Linked DNA regions of Zea mays: regions 1 and 3 are each linked to region 2. A link is a contact called in public Hi-C data. All regions are on one chromosome and are shown on one strand. The core of a region is the stretch at or near the end of the contact, and the rest is flanking DNA. Distances in the headings are between cores, read along the strand shown. Region 1 holds the start of LOC103652922 (putative pentatricopeptide repeat-containing protein At5g52630). Region 2 has its middle 76 kb from the start of LOC100217198. Region 3 holds the start of LOC100272643.

The links. Hi-C and Micro-C count contacts between places; a contact is called where the count stands out from the background.
Region 1: a Hi-C map of leaf shows a contact between it and region 2, with 5 times the contacts expected there. The contact joins the promoter of LOC103652922 here to the enhancer-like site in region 2. A contact is called at or near these places in 3 of 25 Hi-C or Micro-C datasets (ear and leaf).
Region 3: a Hi-C map of tassel shows a contact between it and region 2, with 2.6 times the contacts expected there. The contact joins the promoter of LOC100272643 here to the enhancer-like site in region 2. A contact is called at or near these places in 2 of 25 Hi-C or Micro-C datasets (ear and tassel).

What each region holds. Positions count from the first base shown.
Region 1 is chr4:21,010,088-21,012,839 of Zm-B73-REFERENCE-NAM-5.0, reverse strand. LOC103652922 (putative pentatricopeptide repeat-containing protein At5g52630) reads left to right here and starts at 1,461. Exons shown (of 2, transcript XM_008679914.1): 1 at 1,461-1,662; 2 at 1,826-2,752. The coding sequence starts at 1,552.
Region 2 is chr4:20,678,479-20,681,528 of Zm-B73-REFERENCE-NAM-5.0, reverse strand. No RefSeq gene overlaps it. Among protein-coding and RNA genes, the nearest start is that of LOC100217198, 76 kb to the right of the region's middle. Within about 2 kb of position 1,343, at least 15 of the 20 cell types and tissues checked have an H3K27ac peak or open chromatin away from gene starts, as enhancers often do. A contact at or near this core is called in ear, leaf and tassel, where this site is marked.
Region 3 is chr4:20,379,732-20,382,756 of Zm-B73-REFERENCE-NAM-5.0, reverse strand. It overlaps LOC100272643, which reads left to right and starts at 1,708. Exons shown (of 7, transcript NM_001147102.1): 1 at 1,708-1,839; 2 at 1,953-2,201; 3 at 2,343-2,415. The coding sequence starts at 1,773.

The sequences.
Region 1 (2,752 bases), core at 212-2,711, 330 kb before region 2:
TCATCATTTCGCATCATTCAAAAAGGGAAAATAAGAGAAATTGTTCCTTCATCCGCAAATGTGGTTGACCTACGAAGCTAAATGAGTTTTTGTCAAGGGATTATGAAATAAAAGCAAGGCAAAATAAAAGATATTGCATCTCTAGCATTTGCTCTTAAACGGTACGGTATTCCTTATGCAAGACCTGCGGCAAGACCTTCGGGTCTAATACTGTCACTTCGGCAACAATATTCCTTATGCAAGACCTTTGACAAAAGGGATTTTCTTTATGAAGCATGAAAAAAGGAATGTGTTTTTCGCCTTTAGCTCAAAAACAGTATGCACGACATTTTCATGCTACACAAAGAAATATATTACATAATAAATCACAGGATGATTGTGACCAATTTTATTAGCATGGATAGCTAGAACAACAAACAATGACAGGACTCCACGGTAGCGACCGTAGGCTATGATAGCAAGCGTTCGTGAGACATAATAGATGATATGCTCGACAAGTAGTATCCCTTTCATCCCTAACATAAACTCATGACTTAGAATTACTATCCCTAACATAAACTCATGACTTAGAATTACTATGGTTGATAATACTTCATCTACATAGACACCTCACCTAGGCAAAATAGGGATCAAGATCACGATAGAAATCATGATCAAGGTAATGATTGTAGCTGTAAATTCAGGTCGGGCTTCATCTGCATATGCATGGGCCTCATTGTCGCGTCACAAGGTCTGCTAGTCGACAGAGTGCGCCATTGTTGATGTCCTCGTGGGCTTTCAAGTCTGCCATCCACGACGGCGACGACGTCATCTTCATCTCCTTCGGTCAGGACACGCCCCTAGCCGTCGACACCAAGTCCCTCTTCCATGAGCCCATCATGCTCGACTCCCTCCACACCGCCATCCATGACGTCTCTTGTCGTATGCTTCGTCGGCAACTTTGGCCTCTACGACGACACCGTCGTCAATGCTGCGCCATAGGTCACCACCGTCGACGGGGACTTCCCCAACGTTCTCACCCTCGGCAACAATGTGCACTTCAGGGGGACGAGCCTGAAGTCCACCACGCTGCACTCCAACGCGCTCTACTCGATGGTTGACGCTGCGGGCGCCACCTCCAACTCATATGATGTTGTCAGCTGCAGGTTCGGCACCCTCGACCCTGTGAGAGGCGTAATTGATGAGGGAGGAATGATCTAAAGAAGCTAAACCGTTGGATTTGAGTGAGTAAAAGAAAGCAGAGATTTAGACGAATATCGTCCCTTGGTTTCAAAGTTGGGATGATTTTGGGTGTATTTGTTTCGGTGACTGTTGCAAAGTTTGAAGTGGTATTTTATATAGAGGTATAATAAGGGTATAAATATAGACTAAACAAGATGAAAAATGATGAATAGTAATTATGTCTTTAGATCCCTTTAAAACATGAATTTACAGAATCAATTATTTTTGCCGTTTCCCACCCTCCCTCCTCGAGATGAGCAGTGAGCAGCACTAGCAGCAATTCCATCTGAGCGGGCCTTATCGCTTCATCATCCCCTCTGACACCGCCAAATGGCGTCCGTGCCTTCCGTTGCCGTCCCCGTCGCCGCCTCGGGCTTCCCGGCTGCCGGCGGGGCTGACTCCCGGAGGCCGCCACCGAGCTCCGTCTCCGCCGCCGATAAGGTATCCGCACCCCTGCTCTTCTCTTGGTCCCTTGTCCTCGCTTCAAACCCAATTCAAGAACGCTCTCTGCTTCGTTCGGCCGTATTTGCACTTGCAGAACAGTCGGTTGCTAGGACTGCGGGCGGGGTATCCATGGGCTCACCCATTTTCTACACCTTTGCAGAACAATTGGAATGGCAGGAGCATCCAAGCAGCGCAGAATGGCAGCACCATGGAAGCGCCGCTGCGGCCTCTCGACGTCGGCGAAGCAATGGCCATGCTCAGGGAGGGGAAGACGGTGCAGTCGGCGATGTACGTGCCACTGCTGCACGTGTGCGTCGAGACCGGCAGCCTCGGCGGCGCCAGGGCCTTGCACGGGCACATGGTCAAGACGGGGACCAGCGCGGACATGTTCGTCGCCACATCTCTCGTCAATGCTTACATGCGGTGCGGGGCGAGCCAGGACGCGCGTAGCCTCTTCGACCAAATGCCTGAGAAGAATGTCGTGACGTGGACCGCGCTCATCACAGGCTACACTGTAAACTCTCAACTGTTGGAGGCACTCGAGGTGTTCGTCGAGATGCTGGAGGCCGGGAGGTACCCCTCACATTACACGCTGGGTGCCATGTTGAATGCGTGCTCTGCTTCCAACAACGCTGACCTTGGCAGCCAGGTTCATGGATACACGATTAAGTATCGTGCTCTCTCCATAACGAGCATAGGGAACTCGCTCTGTCGAATGTATGCCAAGTCTGGGAGCTTGGAATCTGCCATGAGGGCCTTCCGGATGGTCCCTGATAAGAATGTCATCACATGGACGACAATGATATCTGCCTGTGCTGAAGACGAGAACTACACGGAGCTTGGACTGACTCTGTTCCTTGATATGCTTATGGATGGAGTACTTCCCAATGAGTTTACCTTGACGAGTGTCATGAGCTTGTGTGGTACAAGGCTAGATCTTAACCTAGGCAAGCAAGTCCAAGCCTTCTGCTTCAAAATTGGGTGCCAAACAAACATTCCAGTAAAGAACTCGACGATGTACCTCTATTTGAGAAAGGGTGAAACCGATGAGGCCATGCGGTTTTTTGAAGAGATGGATGATGTCAGT
Region 2 (3,050 bases), core at 94-2,593:
TGTTAACGATGCTTGATATATTGATAATAGGGTTTCAATTGATATCTTTATGGTGTATCTTGATAGATTGATTTATATTGTATTGAATTGGTGTAATGTCGTTTAAATTGGTGTCATTATGGTGTTTAATGATTAATTGGTATTTTAAGGATTCCATGTTGTAATGAGTGCATATGTGTGTCATGAGCATCACAGTTTGATTTATGGCACTATGCACCCCCAGATGCTAAGAACAGAAATGCTTCGCACTTTAGCCTAAGTATGTGCAAATTGGTATTTAAGACCAAAGTTGAGATTTTCGAGAAAGCACATATTTAGGGGGGCATTCTATAGCTTATGATTCAAAATTGTGCTTTAATTTATATCTTTTGTAAGTTTTAATTGTGTTGCCATCAATCACCAAAAAAGGGGAGATTGAAAGGCCCCTTATGATTTTGGTGTTTCGGATGACAACACAATTAAAGATCTAACCTCCGTTAGTTGATTTTTGTCAGTCGAAATTAGCTATTTTTTATTTGCTATCTAATAACAACCGACTAAAATTAGCTAATCTCCGTTAGTTGCTTCGTGGTCGATATAAATTATTCGAATTTTATAGGTTAACCTAAAAGTCGACGAAAATTATTTTGGTCCACAGAAGTTTTTCATTTTCCTGTTGCGCCAGGGGAATTGTACCCTAACCCGTAATGCCACCCTACCAGGCGACCATGGCACTTCTTTGACGATTGAGAATGTCCATTTCAATCTAGAAACTATAAAAGTAGTCACGCTGACACGCTCTGATCTAGATATTTCAAAAGATGCATATTGGACCATGTGCCGCCTGATTTTTCCAACAATGGCCGGCACTTTCCACATCAATCTGCCTTGTGTTCTTCCTCGTGTTTTCTCTGCCATATACAGTTAATTAGTTAGTGGATTAGCTAGTGCTTCTATTTCCTCTCTCACTGTCTTTGCTTGCCACTCAGCCTACTTTCCACTTCAAAGGCATACCATGTACCTATCCTTGCTTCTTAATTTGACATTCTCCACACACAGTAGCTGGTCTGCTCCCAGCACTGCTTGTTGCTGTCAATGGAAAAAAAAAACTTAGTATAGGTATTACCAGGACACGTGAACACTACTGTGTGTCCGCTTGCACTTTGAGTGAAGCCTTGGACTGATGGTGACCGAGGAGTATAACATGAGACTCAAATACTGGAGTGATGGTTGCAGTATGGAATGCCGTGGCTGCTTTATTCATATGATGGGCTATATTTTACGTCAAATTAAAATGAGTCAAATTAGTTCGGTCGGTGATATAGACGCAGGAAACCCCATCGTCTATTTCAGCCCAGTACTATCCTGATGGACCGAATCGATCCAACAAAGATGAGGCCCACTAAATCGAGGCACGCCATTAAACATAGTGGACAAGAAACCTAACATAAAGGATTCAGACGTCGGCTCCTACCAAGACATGTTATATTAGCTGTTACACTTCTATTAACAAATTAGCTAACATATCTTGTAAAGTGATCAAATCATGTAACTCTACCTTCGAACTATACTAGCAAAGTGTGTGTACGTTGTTAAGATTTTCATTTTTGCTTAAGTATATAATATAAAACACAAAGACATGTGTAACCTGTTGGCTAGGTGGGGTGTAAATGTGGGTTTAGAGCCAACAACCATGGTTTAAATCCTCCTCATTTGTATATAATTTTAGCATTTTTACTATTTAAATATGAAGGAGCACAATGATGATAGAAACCGGGAAACCTTGTGCTCCAATATGAAGGAGCCAACAACCATGGTTTAAATATGAAGGAGCACAATGATTTCTACAGGCGGTTTTCATGTAGAAATCTATGATTTCTAGTGACGGTTTTCTTAAGAAACCGCCACTAAAAATAGCACAGACGGTTGATAACCGAATCCGCCTATAAAAATATACCACACCGCAGGCTTTGAGTCTTTTTCTACTAGTGATACCAACTCTCAAAAGTATTTATTTCGGCAATAAGGATCAACATATTATGTACAAGGAATAAGAAGAATAGCATATAAGACATAGGGTGTATACATGTTCTGGTATATGGTACCCTATCCTACATCTAGTTTAGAGTAGATTTTCCCTTGTATGCTTGACTTTGGCCCTGTTTGGATCCTTCAAGCCCGGCTAGAGCTAGAGCTAGTTTCTAGCTCTAACTCTAGCCCAAACTAGCTCTAGCCCTCTACGTGTTTGGATCCAAGGGCTAGTTTACAATAAATGCTATTTTATAATCATTTGTCTCATTTAAATCTTTCCTTATCCGGATTTAGTGTGGCAAACTCTTGTGTGGCTTCTCCCACACACAAATAACACAAATAAATTTATTTTCACAAATCAAACATCCAAATCACAATAAGTTTAATTTCTGCATACAAATGCGATGTCCCATATGAACATACAAGTCCTTAATTAATATTAAAAAAATTACACTCCATGAAACAAAGCATGAGCTAAGTCATCACGGAAGGCATTCATGTTGACATCTTCAACAAGAGGTTCGTCTTCTGGCCATATTGATGCTGCAGAACTAGGCATTGGGTTATAATTTTCATCGGCATCACATGCTTCGAATTCTCGATCCGCAATTCTACTCTCTCGAATAAAATTGTGAAGAGCCATACATGCAACAATAATTCTAGTTTGCTTGTCCTCTGAAAATCTTTGCATGTTCAACAAAATCCTAAACTTCATCTTCAACACTCCAAAACTTCTTTCTATCACATTTCTAACTTTGACATGTGCATGGTTGAAGACTTCTTTCATACCTTGGGCAAAACAAATCCGTTGTTTTCCTGTTCTTTCCAATGTGGCCAGTCGTGCCCCTCCACTACCTTTCCATGGATCAAGAAAAGAGGGAGGAGGAGGCTGAGGGAACGGAGGGAGGCGGCGGCTGACCTGCTCGAGGACAGCAGCGTTTCTTCGGTTCGAGGACGGCGGCGCCGGTCCTTCCCTGCGTATCGAAGAAAAGAAACGGACCCAGGAACGTGCGGATCCCGTGCGGAAGGATAAGAGAGAA
Region 3 (3,025 bases), core at 459-2,958, 300 kb after region 2:
GCTGGCGACCGTTGGTTCACCGGACAGTCCGGTGATTTTTAGTCGTACGCCGCAGTCGATTCCCGAGAGCAGCACTTTTCATCGGAGACCAGCCTGGCGCATCGGACACTGTCTGGTGCACCACCGGACAGTCCGGTGCACCTGACCAGAGTTGTTGTTTGACTGAATAAAACCAATTACTAAGGGTGTGTTTGGCATGGCTCTGCTCCACCCCAGAGCAGCTCTACTCTAAAACTCTGGGTGGAGCAGCTCTGCTCCAGAGTTTAGATTGTTTCTCATAACCAGTGGCAATGGCGGGTAAATAACTCAAAACTCCATGACTAGGTTGCTTTTTTGGAGTTTTCAGAGCAGCAAAAGAGGTACTCCAAAAAATTGTACTGTAGCTCCAAAAACTCCATAGAGTTTACAACTCTGGAGTTAGAGTGTTTGGCATACTCTGGTCAGCTCCTCCTTGGAGTTTTGCTCTGGAGCCATGCCAAACAGGCCCTAAGTCTAGAAACATACCTTGTTATATGATTTGCACTTCTTATTTGTTTAGCACATAACAACTCACTCACTATGTGTTGAACACTTAATCACCAAAACATTATAGAAATGGTATAAGGACACATTTTCCTTTCAGCGGGTCAAAGCGGGCTCCAGCTGGCTCTAGCGATCTAGCTTCCTCCGATGAGCCACCCCCTTAGCCTCCCCTCGATGAGTCCTCCTCTTGTGCTGCTATCGCTTCTGGTCCGATGGACCGCGGCGGTCGACGTAGGGATCACGGAAGGAGGCCTAGTCCTTTGTTGCGCCTAGCTTGAGGTATTGCTGGGTTGTTCGCTATTTATCGCAGCCACGTCGTTGACACTGCATAGCAGCGTCGCAAGGCTCAAAAGCATAATGACAACTTGAGGTAGTTTGCAGCACACATGGGTTTAAACATGCCTCCTCGCTAATACAATACTCTAGTGCCTAACTATCCAGCTGATCTGAATGAATGGCATCAGCAGGAGTACGGTGTTCATTTCATTACTCCTGAAGATGAAAATGAAGTCTAGAAAAATATATTTTAGGGGGTGTTTGGTTAGAGGGACTAAAGATTAGTCTCTAGTTTTTAGTCCCATTTAGTCTCTTTTTTGCCAAACACTAGGACTAAAATATATACTAAAATGATTTAGTTTTTAGTCTTTCACATAGGTGCTAAAAGAGACTAAAAGCTCATAATTATCATGTTGCCCTTACTTTTTTTATGGATAACTAATATTATGAGTATATTCTAAGGACATTTAAGTCTTTGGACATTGTATTTAATGACTTTAGAATCTGTTTAGTGCCTAGAACCTAGAACCAAACATGTAGGAACTAAAGTTTAGGCCTAGGATTAATTGAAACCAAACATGGCCTTAGGACCGGGAGTACTATTTAAACCAAATGCTCAACTTTATTGTGTAATGTCGTCTTGCATTTAAACATATTCTCACGCTAGTTTGCTATTCACGCCCTTCTCTTTTCATTTTCGAACCGTTTCTGGCTCCGGCCTGACGGGCTTGCCGGTTCCTTTCTATTTTCCTAAAAAAAAAAGGAAATGGTAGAGGTACTTTCTGTCGGTTTTCCGTTCGTTTTGGTCCTGACAGTTCGCTTCCTTCGCAACGACTCCATCGCAAGCTGCTTCAGTATTTAACACCCACTCACCAGATGGCGCGCGGTGCACTTGTGCCCTTTTGCGCAGCGGAGTCTTTGGACTCGGTAATCCCGGCCCTGTCCTCCCCCGACCAAACACAGTCCCTGGATCCATGGGTGTCGAGGAGGAGCGCGACGGCGAGGAGCAACGCCGCCCCCTCCTCTCCTCCACCCCGCCAGGTAGATTCCGCTCCATTCGCCGCCACCGTCGTCAACACCGACGCGGGCGTTCAAATCATCTGCTCCCGATCCCATCCCGTCATCAGCTCATCTGTGGGACCTCATTTCTGCAGCCGCGGCGGACCCGCAGCAGCAACAGTACCAGTTCCTGGGCCGGAGCACCTCTTCAGTGCTGCGCGGCGGTGGCGGGGGCTGGGAAGGGCCTGAGGTGAGCGCCGACGAGGTCAGGTCCGCCGCTGGCTTCCACACGTTCCAGGGCCCACCTCCCAACGGCGACAACGCCTATGCTTACCCGCCGTCCATTCATAGCGCCATGCTCTCCCCGTCCCCATCTCATGCCCCACCGTCTCCCCATCCAAATGGTAATTTGCCGCCGTCGGTGCTCTGCTTCTCCCCCACCGGCCTCCACATAATCGTCCTTTTTCCCTTCCGATTTTTCACCAACTGAAGGAGTTGTTGTCTTGTTGAAACTGCTGGTGCTGGGTTGTGGGTTGCATCTGCAGAAGGGTTGGCGATTGTTCCTCAAGGGCCATATCCGTATGGTGGCAGTTACCAACCTTCTGAGAGCGTCGGGAGGTGAGTTTTTTTTTTCAGTCGAAATGCTAGTTCGTCATATGCTGTTTCTGCCTTTTAGTTGAAATATGTTCGTAGCTCAGAAGTGCCAAACTAAGCTATCATTGAGGATGCTTAACTTTTTCTCATTTTTCATAATGAGTATGATCACTCAACATATCAGTAATCCTATTATCCTTCAATTCATTTTTTGATGGTAGATGTCTGATGTAACTGGATTATCCATGAGCTCTGCAAATATGCCATTTTGTAAAATGATGATAAATGAGACATCATGTATGCTATTAGTATTGGCTGCAATGAAGACTTAAGTAGATAATCCTCTAGTAACAATGGAGGACACTTAACTCCTTCACTTGAAACATAGTACTACCTCCGTTCTCGAATATTGGTCGCCCGCTAGTTCATTTTTTAACTAAACCGCGACAAATAAAAAAGAACGGAAGGAGTACCTATTTTACATTTAACTCATTCCACCTAAAATAGCAATAGCAACCACCATTCGATTTTGATTAGATGCACCAGATCACTTGATTGCATGATTGATTGCACAAAATATTCTCTTTTAAGATAAACCGTAAGTGTATGATCTTTGATGAGCTACAAACTTCCA